Linked DNA regions of Sus scrofa: region 1 is linked to region 2. A link is a contact called in public Hi-C data. All regions are on one chromosome and are shown on one strand. Each heading gives the region's core, a stretch centred on a gene start, on an enhancer-like site or on the middle of the called end of the contact. The rest is flanking DNA. Distances are from core to core; before and after follow the strand shown. Region 1 holds the start of DPY19L4 (probable C-mannosyltransferase DPY19L4). Region 2 holds the start of INTS8 (integrator complex subunit 8).

Region 1 (6,363 bases), core at 2,550-5,049, 110 kb before region 2:
AGGGATGAAAGGTTTAGAAACTGCTTGACTTGTCCCTAGCTTAGACCTAAGCTAAAGGGCAAACATCCTGGGGTACCCATTGTGGTTCAGTGGAAACCAACCTGACCGATATCCATGAGGATGCAGATTTGATTCCTGGCCTCGCTCAGTGGGGTAAGGCTCAGGCTTTCAAAAAGAAATGCTTAATTTTATGTCATGTAGCCTGGCCGCAATATAAACTTCTGGGAGTTCCTGCTGTGGTGCAATGGATTAAGAACCTGACTGCAGCAGCTCCACTTGCTGTGGAGGCACAGGTTACATTCCTGGCCAGCACAGTGGGTTAAAACATCCGGTGTTGCTACCAGGGCTTGGGTTCAGCCATAAAAAATAAAAAATAAATAGGGAGTTCTCCTTGTGGCTCAGTGGGTTAAGAACACAACTAATATCCATGAGGACTCAGGTTCAACCTCTGACCCCAACTCAGTGGGTTAATGATCCAGCATTGTCATGAGCTGTGGTGTAGGTCACTGATGTGGCTCAGATCTGGCATGGCTGACTGTGGTGTAGGCCAACAACTGTAGCTCCAATCCAACCCCCCTAGCCAAGGAACTTCCATATGCCAGACCTGCAGCCCTAAAAAGCAGAAGGGAAAAAAGGGCAAATGTCCTTACTTCAATGTACTTCCCCTCAATTCCTTTCTGCAGAAGGTGGTGGAGCATTTCAGGCCAAAACTGAAGCTGGTAATTATTACCTTGGAAGAGTGAACCATAAGTTACAACAATACCACCACCCAAGAATACATAGAATATATATGCTCAACATTAAAAAGCATTTTATTGGTTAAATGAATCTTCAAAACAACCTATTACAATAGGTACAACTGTTACTATTTTATAGACCTGTCATGGTTGCACAGAAAGCAACCATGTAGAAGATAAAGATGGATGTAGAAGATAAAGCAGGATCTGGAGGCCCTGTTAATGGGATTAGTGCTCTCAGTTGCTTCTGCTCTGGCTCCTTTCCTAGCCTTGCACAAATATAGTCCTTTGTTACAAAGTTACAGAGTGGGGCTTCCTTGTGTTCCTTTGGTCTGCCTTTTTACTTTATTGCCAGCATGCAGTTAATTCAGCTGAATTATTCAGTAGCTACATATTGTTGCTGTTCTAAAAGTGAATGTTGATAAATGAGTAACAAAGCTGCTGATTACACCCTGGAATTTGAGCCAGCGTTTTATAACTGAAACCCATATGATAGTAAACACCAGAAACATTAAAAAAAAAAAATCAATGTGGAATTGTCAGCTCCTTCTGAGTGGTCCTCAGGCTTTCTGTGCATGATTCATTTTTCCTTACTTGACACTCTCTCCATGGTTTCATCCTCAGCCACCTTCTCTATCTATTCTCTGGGCAAACTCACTCATTTACTTCCACATTCTCCTTTGGAGCTACAGAATTCCTTTTTTTTTTTTCTTTTTCTTTCTTTCTTTCTTTCTTTTTTTTTTTTTTTTTTTTTTGGTCTTTTGTCCTTTTAGGGCCGCATCTGCGGCACGTGGAGGTTCCCAGGCTAGGGGCTGAATCGAAGCTGTAGCTGCTGGCCCACACCACAGCCACAGCAATGTGGGATCCGAGCCATGCCTGCAATCCACACCACAGATCACGGCAACTCTGGATCCTTAACCCACTGAGCAAGGCCAGGGATCACACCTGCGTCCTCATGGACATTAGCCAGGTTTGTTTCTGCTGAGCCACGATAGGAACTCCAGGAATCATTTTCAACTCACCATGTATTACACCCAGTTTGTCATTAGGCTCTGTAAATTTTACTTCAGCACGTTTTGAATCCATTCACTTTGAACATTTTTATTTCCATTACCTTATTTTAAACCTTTATGTTTTTTTCAGGCACACTTGAGGCACGTGTAAGTTCCTGGGCCACGGATTCAGCCTACATCACAGAAGTGAACCCAGGCCTCTGCAGTAAAAACTCTGGATCCTTAATCTACTGCACCACAAGAGAACACCCTGTAGTTAATATTTTGAATGAAAAAAGTTTGTTTTCCTAACAAAATTACGTGGATTCAGGGATAAAGTATGCATTCTCATTATCCTCATGTGGAGGTTTTAGGGTTCAAGGGAATAATGTTTCTACTAGGGAACACAACATGATACCACTGATTTCTATCAAAAGACTGAATAATTATCTCTCTTCTATCATATTTCCATTTGATTTTTTTTTTTTTTTTGGTCACACCCATGGGCATTCAGAAGTTCCCAGGTCAGAGATGGACCCCACATCACAGCAGTAATCTGAGCAACAGCAGTGACAGTGCTAGATTCTTAACCACTTGGCCACCAGGGAACTCCTTTGCTATTTTTTCTCTCTATTCACTACTGTATAGAGCAGGCACATTTACATTTAAGTTCTTCAGGTGATCATGAAGGAATTACAGAAGGAATCATCATTTCTTAAGACCCTTGACTTGGAGTACCTGTCGTGGCGCAGCGGAAAGGAATCTGACTAGTATCCATAAGGAGGCAGGTTCCATCTCTGGCCTCACTCAGTGGGTTAAGGATACGGTGTTGCCGTGAGCTTTGGTGTAGGTCAGCAGATACAGCTCCAATTTGACCCCTAGCCTGGGAACCTCCATATGCTGTCAGGGTACAGCCCTAAAGACAAAAAAAAAAAAAAAAAAAAGAGGCAGAGAGAGACCCTTGACTTGGTAGAGTGTCCCTTAGCGGCCACTGTATTGTTCCCTCATGAGGGGGAATTCTGCCTGCTTATCATCTGATCATCGATATCAGCAGGCCTTTTCTGGGCAACTGGTACCCTCCACCATATTTCTAACTCCTCTATGTTTGGCAGGCAAGAAATATTTACAGGCAACTAAAAGCATAAAAAGGGTTCCTGGAACTGTTTTTGCACAGCAGTGAAAATTGAGAGCTTCTCCCAAAATATCTTAACTTGATCAAGGTGTTATTAGGAAGAAGATTCTTGCTGCCTGCTGAGAATGGGACATCCACAATAACCCCATGACATAGGTGAGTTCCTGTGCTTTTTTCCTCTCCTTCTAAAAACAGGCATTTTGTAAGTTCCTAAATTTACTTTTTAGTACTGTTGGTGGCGGAAGGTCCTGCCATATATGGAGAATGCTAGAAATAATAAAAATGAAGACAAACAGTGTAACAAGTTAAAACTGTGTTCCATTGCTGTGGAATATCTAAACGCAGCCCGTCCTCCGCACTGGCCATAGCACTACTGTTTTTAAAGTAATATCATAAAATGCAAATGAATTTGTTTAACCAGTTTTGGTGGTTAAATACACTAAGTTCCAAGCACAAGCTTCTTTCTTGCAACGGTCAAGTGGCCAATGTGCCAACCTAGAGTGTTTTCCCGCTCTCTGAAAACACCCTTAGGATGCAGAAGCCCTCAGTTCCAGTTCTGACTCCGACTGGCTTTATGACTTACACTTGCCGGATCTCAGTTTCCTCTCTGTAAAATGGGGCGAGTCTGGGGGCTGGATCTAGATATTCTTTGCCCTTCTGGGTCCAACTGCAAAAGCCCCCGAAAACCCAGTCGGGGTCGCATCTTTGGTTGAGGACAGCAAAGGGAATGGCTGCATCAGGACCCTGGGACTCACCCCGGGCGGGAGGAGGGCGGGGGAGGGGGCGTGCCCTGAGTGCCAGCAGTGGGCGGTGCCACCGGCGAGGAGCCGCCTTCCTGCCCGCGCAGGCCCTGGCGCTCCAGCGAAACGCTCCGGCCGCTCTCCACTCCCGGCACTTTGGTTCCAGGGCCCTCGTGGGGGACAGGATTGGCGGTGACACCGGAGGGGGGCGGGTCAGGAAGTGGGGGCGCGGCGGCCAGGAGCGGCCCTGGAGCGGCCAAGAGGTTCTGTAGTGCAGAGGGTGGGAGACTCCGGGCCGCGCTGGAGCAGGGGGTACTCCCCGGCCTCCGCTGAGACGATGGCGGAGGACGAAGGTGAGCGCTCCGAGGCCGGGCGCGACAAGTGTCGCGGAGATCTCGGGGAAGGGGAGTCGGTGCGCGAGGGCTAGGAGGCCTGGGTTGCTGGCTGTTGATGGTCGTAGCTGTCGGGTGGGAAGCGAGGTGGCGACGGGGGAGGTGAGTGGAGAAATTCAGGAGTGGAGTAAATAAATGGCCTGAAGTTGCATCCACCCAAGTGGGAAGCAGAAGTGGAGCTTAAAGTTGAGAATCCGGTAGGAAGAGAAAAGGCCGTGGGGGGAGTGGTTGGGCGGGAGGACTGTGAGCAGATGATTAATGGGGTGGGGGGCATGCTTTGGTTTAGATGTAGCTTTATTGAGTGCATATTCGAGAGGGAGTGTTGTTTAACCAAATGCCCCTCAGTCTGAGTACGCTCTTGAGGTCTTTGGGTTCTACAAAGTCTCCCCCGCAGGCTAAGGGGACAAAAAGAGGTTTGGGATAAACGAATTGGAAGGGGAAGAAGAGACAGAAACTGAAGGTCAAGTTCACTTATGATCGGGGGAGATGGCAAAGGGAGAAGGGATATAGGTAGTTTTGGGGGGATCTGGAATCCAGGAGTGCTTTGAGGGTGAAAGTGAGTGGGCTGGAGAAAGCTTTTCATGCCCCTTCAGGGCCAAGGCAAAGACAGTTAATTCACTCAGAGTATTTATTCTTAGAAATTGATTTATTGATAGAAATTATGATTTCTCTCATAGAAATTGAGAGAAAAATGAGTTGAGGAATTGAGCTAGTGGTAGATACTATAGGAAACATTTGTAGCCTATCTTCATGATATCCATACTACTTTCAGGCATATGTATATATACAGATATCACCCTAATGAGCAGTTGGATTTGTCATTCTTTTGGATATGTGACTTTTTACCTTGTTGAGGGTTGTGAATGTGATCTGCTTAGATTTAAGCCTTACTGATCCAAGAGTACAAGGAGGGAGTTTGGGGAATTCAGTGGAAAGAGATTTAAAAAAAATCAATTTTAAGAAGTGTTTGCTGCTCTGCGACTTGCTGCTTTGCCCCGTGCACAGTTTTTTTTATTTTTTTCCTAAAGTGTAGTTGATTGACAATGTTGTGCCTGTTACTGCTGTACAGCAAAGTGACTCAGTCATACATACATATACATTCTTTATGTTATTTTCCATCACGGTCTATCCCAGGAGATTGGATATACTTCCCTGCGCTGTACAGTAGGACCTTGTTGCTTATCCATTCTAAATGTAATAATTTCCATCTGCTAACCCCAAACTCCCAGTCTGTCCCACTACCTCCCCCCTTCTCTTTACCCACTCTTGTTTCATATTAGCTTCCTCTTCCTTGAGTGTTCAGTGTTAAAACAGATCTAAATTTAAGACACTCTACCTAAAAACAGGTTCAAAACCAAAACTCTTTGTAGTTGGTAAGGAGGAATATAATTCCATTTGTTGCCTTGGTTTTGTCTTCAATTGCAATATATGTAATACTTTTTATTTTTTATTTATCTTTTGAGGGTCGCACCCTTGTCATATGGAAGTTCCCAGGCTAGGGGTCAAATTGGAGCTGCAGGTACCATCCTGTGCTACATCCACAGCAATGCCAGGCACCTGTGACCTACACCGCAGCTTGATGCCACCCTGGATCTTTTAACCCACTGAGTGAGGCCAGGGATCAAACCCACAACCTCATGGATACTAGTCAGATTCTTAACCCGCTGAGCCACAATGGGAACTCGTGTAATACATTTTTTTACTTAAGAAGAATTTTTTTTTTTTTGGCTGCACCTGAGGCATGTGGAAGTTCCCAGACCAGGGACTGAACCTGAGCTACAGCACTGACAACAACAGATCTTTAACCCACTAAGCCACTAGGGAACTCCTATAATATACAATTTAGATTTTTTTTTTCTTTTCTAATTGCAAATCCCTGGGGTAGGCTGATAAGCTGGCTTGTATGTTTCCATGAGGACTTCCATGCCTAAGTTAAAGCATGAAAAAAAATTACAGTACAAAAAGTCTTTTTTTTTTGGTTTTTGTCTTTTGTCTTTTTTTTTGGCTGCACCCGTGGCATATGGAGGTTCCCAGGCTAGGGGTCAAATTGGAGCTATAGCTGCTGGCCTACACCACAGCCACAGCAACGCCAGATCCTTAACCCACTGGGTGAGGCCAGGGATCAAATCCGTGTCCTCATGGATGCTAGTCGGGTTCTGGCATTGCTGTGGCTGTGGTGTAGCCTGGCAGCAATAGTTCTGATTCGAGCACTAGACTGGGAACCTCTATATGCCTCGGGTGTGGCCCTAAAAAGACAAAATAAATAAATAAATAAATAAATAAATAAATAAATAAATAAATAACTTACTCTGGGAATCTCTTCTCTTGATGCTGTAGAGGGTTATGGTATTTATATTTATGTTTCTTAGA
Region 2 (6,296 bases), core at 3,159-5,658:
CTGTGGCACGTGGAAGTTCCAGGGTCCGGGATTGAATCCAAGCCGCAGCTGGAAGCTTCGTAGCAGCTGTAGCAATCAATGCCATATTCTTTAACTGACTGTGCCTGGCTGCGGATTGAACCCATGCCTCCCAGCAACCTGAGCCACTGCAGTCAGATTCTTAACCCACTGCATCATAGCAGGAACTCCTATCAAGACTTAGTTTAAAACTTCATTAAAAGGGAGTTCCTGTTGTGGCACAACAGAAAGAATCTGACTAGTATCCTTGAGGATTTGGGTTCAATCCCTAGCCTCACTCAGTGGGTTAAGAATCCTGTGTTGCAGTGAGCTGTGGGGTAAGTCACAGATGCGGCTTGGATCCCACGTAGCTGTGGTTGTGGTGTAGACTAGTAGCCGTAGCTCCGATTTGACCCCTAGCCTGGGAACTTCCATATGCTGTGGGCACAGCCCTAAAAAAAACAAATATACAAAAAAACCTACCTTAAAAGACTGTAGTATTTGTTCAAGGATTGACAAATACACCAATAGAAACAGAGTAGAAAGTCTAGAAACAGATTCACATGTGAACAGTCACCTGATTTCTGACAAAGTCACCACTGCAATTCAATGGGAAATAACCAGTATTTCCAATAAATGATAATATGGGAAGAAAGTGAATCTTGGCTTATACACACAAAACGATTAAAAGTGGATCATAGGAGTTCCCACTGTGGCACAAGGGGATTGGCAGCATCTCTGGAGGACTGGGAAGAAGGTTCGATCTCCAGCCAGCACAGTGAGTTAAGGATCTGGCATTTCTGCAGCTGTGGCATAGGTGGCACCTGGAGCTTGGATCTGATCCCTGACCTGGGAATTCCATATGCCTTGAGGCAGTCAAAATAGAAAAAAACTCCCAGTAGCTCACAGGGAGTTCCCACTGTGGCACAGTGGGTTACGAATCCAAATGCAGTGGCTCAGGTTGCTGAGAAAGAGTTGATTTGATCCCCAGACTGTGGTGGGTTAAAGGACCTGGCATTGCCACAACTGTGGTGTAAGTTGCAGCTGCAACTTGGATTCAGTCTCTGGCCCAGGAACTTCCATAGGCCATGGGTGCAACCTTCAAAAAAAAAAAAAAAAAAAAAAGAGGTGGATCTCACATAATTATGAAATGTAAAAAATACATTTTCTAAAGGAAAGCATCAGAAAATTTATCTTCATGATCTTGTGTAGGCAAATACTTCTTTAACAGGTAGGCAAAATTCCTTAAAGGAATTTAAGGATTGACTCCTTAAAGATTGGACTTTATTAAACAAGAGATATTTGTTTTTCCTAAATGTAGATCTAGTTTATTTCTTTGAGATGTTTGAATCCTCCAGATATAAATCTACATGTAGAATTGCTGCTTTTGGAAGTATGTTATCTTTGTATGAATATAAAAGGTCCCCATTTTTCCATATAGGTTTCCATTGCCCTGTAATTCTTGGAAAACACTTAATATTTCAATCTGATGGGTGACACATACTTTTTCTTTTTCTTTTTTTTCTGTTTTGTCTTTTTAGAGCTGTACTCGCAGCACATAGAGGTTCCCAGGCTAGAGGTTGAATTAGAGCTATAGCTGCCGGCCTATGCCACAGCCTCAGCAATACCTGATCCAGCTCATGGCAACCCTGGATCCTTAACCCACTGAGTAAGGCCAGGGCTAGAACCCTCAAACACTTGTCATCATGGATACTAGTTGGATTCAGGTTTCTTAACTGCTAAGCCACTCGGGAACACCCCATTGTTGTTTTAATTTGCATTTCATTGATCATTCATAACCATGACCCCCCCCCCCCCCGCCGGTGTGCACCAATTAGCTGAGCTTGCATATTTTTTTTCAAAGTTTATTTGGGATTCAGATATCTTCTGTAGATACTAGTTGCATTTTTCTGACCTCAGCCCAATTTTTTTGCTGTCTTTTCAGAGAGGCATATAATGCATGGAGTAAGATTTCAGGTTCTGAAGCCATGCTGCTTAAGCCCATATTTAGCATCTGGCACTTAATAGAAGTGTGACTTTGGGAAAGTTTTAAAGGTCTTTCTGTGCCTATTTTATCATCTGAGAATGAAGATAATAAAGAAACCTACTCCTTAGAATTTGAATGAGATAATGCATATGTTATGGATTGAATGTTTGTGTCCCCCTGCTCCCACCCCTGCCCCAAATTCCCTGTTGAAACTCTATCACCCAACATGATGGTCTTAGGAGGTGGGGCCTTTGGGAAGTAATTAGGATTAGATGAGGTCATAAGGGGTGGAGGCCTCCTAAAAGGGATTAGTGCCCTTATGAGAGAACTTGTTCCCTTTCTGCTATTGGCCAAGTGAGGATACTTGACAGTCTGTACTCCAGAAGCATGTTCTTATTACAGCTCAACCATGTTGTCACCATGATCTTGGACCTCTAGCTTTCAAAACTATGAGAAATAAATTTGTTGTTCTTTTTTTTTTTTTGTCTTTTTGCCTTTTCTTGAGCTGCTCCCATGGCATATGGAGGTTCCCAGGCTAGGGGCTGAATCAGAGCTGCAGCCATCGGCCTACACCACAGCAACGTGGGATCCAAGTCACGTCTGCAACCCACACCATAGCTCATGGCAATGCCGGACCCTTAACCCACTGGCAAGGCCAGAGATCGAACCTACAACCTCATGGTTCCTGGTCGGATTTGTTAACCACTGCGCCATGACGGAAACTCCTAAATTTGTTGTTTAGAAGCCATCCAGTCTATGGTGCTTTATTATAGCAATCTGAACTAATTAAGGCAATGCATAAAGTGCTTAACTCAGTGCCCATAGATAGTGAATTTACAATGAGCATTTGCTAGTAAATATTAACTATTATTTTTAGGTACACTAATCATGCCTGTTATAACGCTCAGTGCCCACTGGACATTTCCATTTCAACACCTCACAGGGTGTGCACAGTCAACATTTCCAACCTGAATTTCAAACCTGCCCCCTAGCTCTTCCCTGTACTGACAGACGATGGAGACATAGACCATTCACCCTGTCACTGGCGTTAGAAACATAAGAGCCATTCATTTTCCCTTAAGCTTTTTATGCCCAACTAGTGGGTGTATAAAACAAGCCAAATTTTCCATGAAAGTAACTATGTAATCTTCCTGTTGATGTTTTATTAATTTAGGTCCTCATGATTTTACTAGTCTAATACATGGTTTCCAAACTGTGTTCTTTAGAGTCTAGGACAGAGTTTCATGAGTCAGAAGAGTGACCCAAGGATGGTTTTTACAGTGAGAAAAGGACTGAGAACAGGACTCTGGGGAACATCAGAATGAAAGAGGCAGGGCAAACTCTAGAAAGAGTATTGTGCAGGAAGAGAATAAGACAATGGTTGCCATTGAAGCACTGATCTACTTCCACTTATGGAGGAGCTACTTCCACTTATTTTTCCTAGAACTTCAAAGCTTTACTTTTTCATTCTGGAAGCCATTGAACTTATCTTCTCTATCCAGTGTTATCGGCCTGAGTAAGTGCAGTGGAAAGACCATCAAAGGCTCAACTTAGTCCCTTGTTTGTTGGGAAACTTTGGACAAATGATCGAACCTGGAACCTTAGTGTCTTCACTGGTTAAAAGACGTATTATGAGGTTGTTTACAGGAGAAAACAAGAATCATGTATATGAAAAAAGCACTATATATTAGCTAACATCTGCCCATGTTTCTAGACATGAGGCCTTGTTTAAAAAGATTACCTGTATTATCAAGTTCTTCCTTAAATTCTTTTCTCAACCCTAAGATTAGGCACTATTATAATTAAGGTTCCGAGAGGCTATAATTTGCACTAATATAGATCGTGTATATAGTCTATGAATTCACTTTTTAAAAAAAACCTTTGTTAATAAAAAGCGCATTACAGAATGGGGGTATATGAAAAATGGGGTTAAAACAATATCTCTAGCTGAGATATCAAGAAAATTAGGCGTTAAATATTGAGTGCTAGTCCTGAGAAACAGCAGAAAAGCTGGATCTCGGGGGTCCGTCAGCTGTCCGAGAAAGGGGGTGGGAACGCTGTTGGCCAAGACCAATAGGGCACATCTGTTGAGAGGACCTAAGTGGGAGGAAATCTTAGCAATGGAAATGGGAAAATTGAAAGCACCGAAAACAAACTTTGCATAGATCACAGTTTCAACCTGCAGTGCTCACTGCCTTTTCCTCAGACGCTGAGAGGCCTATTAATAAGGCTGTTCGTTTCTCTCGCTGAGAATCTCCCAGGGTACCGGGAAAACCCAACCTGCGACCCAACTTATTCTCAAACCATCTCCCATAGCAACCGGAAGGAGGCGTGGTCTGGGGACAGGTACCGCCCTCTTTCTTCAACTCGAACAAGGATTGGCCTGGAGGCGCGGCTGTGGCGCCGGAAGGCGGATCCCGGAGTCCCAGCTACGGCTGGGCTGTGCCGCCATTTTGGATTGTGTGGGTTTCTGGGAAGTTCCGAGTGTTCCTCACACCCCGCGGTTCCGCAGATCACAGGCCCGGGCCCGCGTCCGAGTGTCAGGTTGGAGCCAGGAAGCGTCCCTGGGGGTAGCGGCGGCGGGGGCAGGATGAGCGCGGAGGCGGCGGACCGGGAGGCGGCCACCTCCAGCCGGCCCTGCACCCCGCCGCAAACGTGCTGGTTCGAGTTCTTGCTGGAGGAGTCGCTGCTGGAGAAACATCTGCGCAAGCCCTGCCCGGGTAAGCGCGGCGCCGGCAGCCCGAAGGGAGCGAGACCCGGCCACCGGCGCTGTCCGTGCGGCTCTCACCACCCCGCGCCTTCTCGGCCACGAACCTGTGACCCGGGAGGCGGGGACCAGAGCGGAGCTTTGGCGCGGCCCGCTTAGCTAAGCATTAAACATTCTAGTGCGGGGGCATCGAAGTGGGAGGCCAATGAAAAGGGCAACCCAAAGGCCCTTCCGCATCCCCTTTTACTGTTTGGGTTTTTTTTTTTTAAGTCACCTGCCAGATGGTATAGTGAAAGTTACTTGGGTTAGGAAGGCTGGCTCTTGACAGAACCCGGGACAATTTGGGGAGATGGAGAGAAATCAGCTATTTTGGGTCAGACCCTGATGCCAGGATATATAGTTAACTATTATTAATATATAATTTATGTTAAATATAATTAATATATAATTTATATTACATGTGTATATATGTATTTCAAATTTGGTCTCTGAATCAAAAACGAAGAAATCTTTGAAAGCAGGAACTGCTTTACTTTACAAGATGGTTATTGTATAATGATGATCATGATTAATATCCCAGTTAATGAGTGCTGTTAGGGAAGGTGGAAAACGCCAGGCATTTCTGGAAAGAGGTACCAGCATGAGAAGGTAAGCTCCTGGATGATATTTTGCTGATGAAATTTGAATTCAGATGTGGCTTGTTCAGTCTAATAGCCTGGTCTTAACTGGTGGAGACTACTGTACTTCACTTGGGCAGTTTTACCGCCTATATTATATTGTGTTCTTTGAATTGGTTGCTTTTGACTAACGTTTGTTGAGTGTTTCTGGATGTCAGGCATTAGTCTTAATGCTTCACATATGTTATTTCTTTTTTTCTGTCTTTTGTCTTTTTAGGGCCATACCCGCAGCATATGGAGGTTCCCAGGCTAAGGGTCAAATCGGAGTTCCAGCTGCTGGCCTATGCCACAGCAATGCAGGATCTGAACCAAGTCTGCCATCTACACCACAGCTCAGGGCAACGTCTGATCCTTAACCCACTGAGCAAGGCCAGGGATTGAACCGTGTCCTCATGGATGCTAGTCAGGTCATTAGCCACTGAGCCAGGTGTTATCCTGTGAGGTAGGTGGTGTTATCCTCTATTTTGCATGGAGATAAATGGGTTTGTAGAGGTAACTTGAGGCAGGTCTCACTAATTAGTTAACAGTTCTAACAATGGCATCTCTTTCCTTTAATTGACATTGGTTATTTGTTGAACTGGAAATCTATAGCCATTGTCGTCTTCCTTAAAAGTGCTTTATTCTGCAGGGATCTGTTACCTTTCCTCCTTACACCGTTCCTGATGTTTCACTTGAATCCCCAGGCACCCTTCTTATAAACCATAATCCTTAGATGTCGTAGCTGCACAATGTTTGTGTTTTTTTAAATTGAAGTGTAGTTGATTTACAGTGTTTCAGGTATACAGTAAAGTGATTTATTTGTACATATATATTCTTTTTCAGATTCTTTTCCATTATAGGTTATTGCAAGATATTGAATATAATAGTTCCCTGTGCTACATAGTAGCCCCTTGTTTATCTACTTTATATATAGTAGTGTGTGTCTGTT

The links. Hi-C and Micro-C count contacts between places; a contact is called where the count stands out from the background.
Region 1: a Hi-C map of skeletal muscle shows a contact between it and region 2, with 8 times the contacts expected there. The contact joins the promoter of DPY19L4 here to the promoter of INTS8 in region 2. A contact is called at or near these places in 3 of 47 Hi-C or Micro-C datasets (heart right ventricle, liver and skeletal muscle).

What each region holds. Positions count from the first base shown.
Region 1 is chr4:41,983,255-41,989,617 of Sscrofa11.1, reverse strand. DPY19L4 (probable C-mannosyltransferase DPY19L4) reads left to right here and starts at 3,799. Exons shown (of 19, transcript XR_002343212.1): 1 at 3,799-3,954.
Region 2 is chr4:41,876,969-41,883,264 of Sscrofa11.1, reverse strand. It overlaps INTS8 (integrator complex subunit 8), which reads left to right and starts at 4,408. Exons shown (of 28, transcript XM_003125559.5): 1 at 4,408-4,704. The coding sequence starts at 4,575.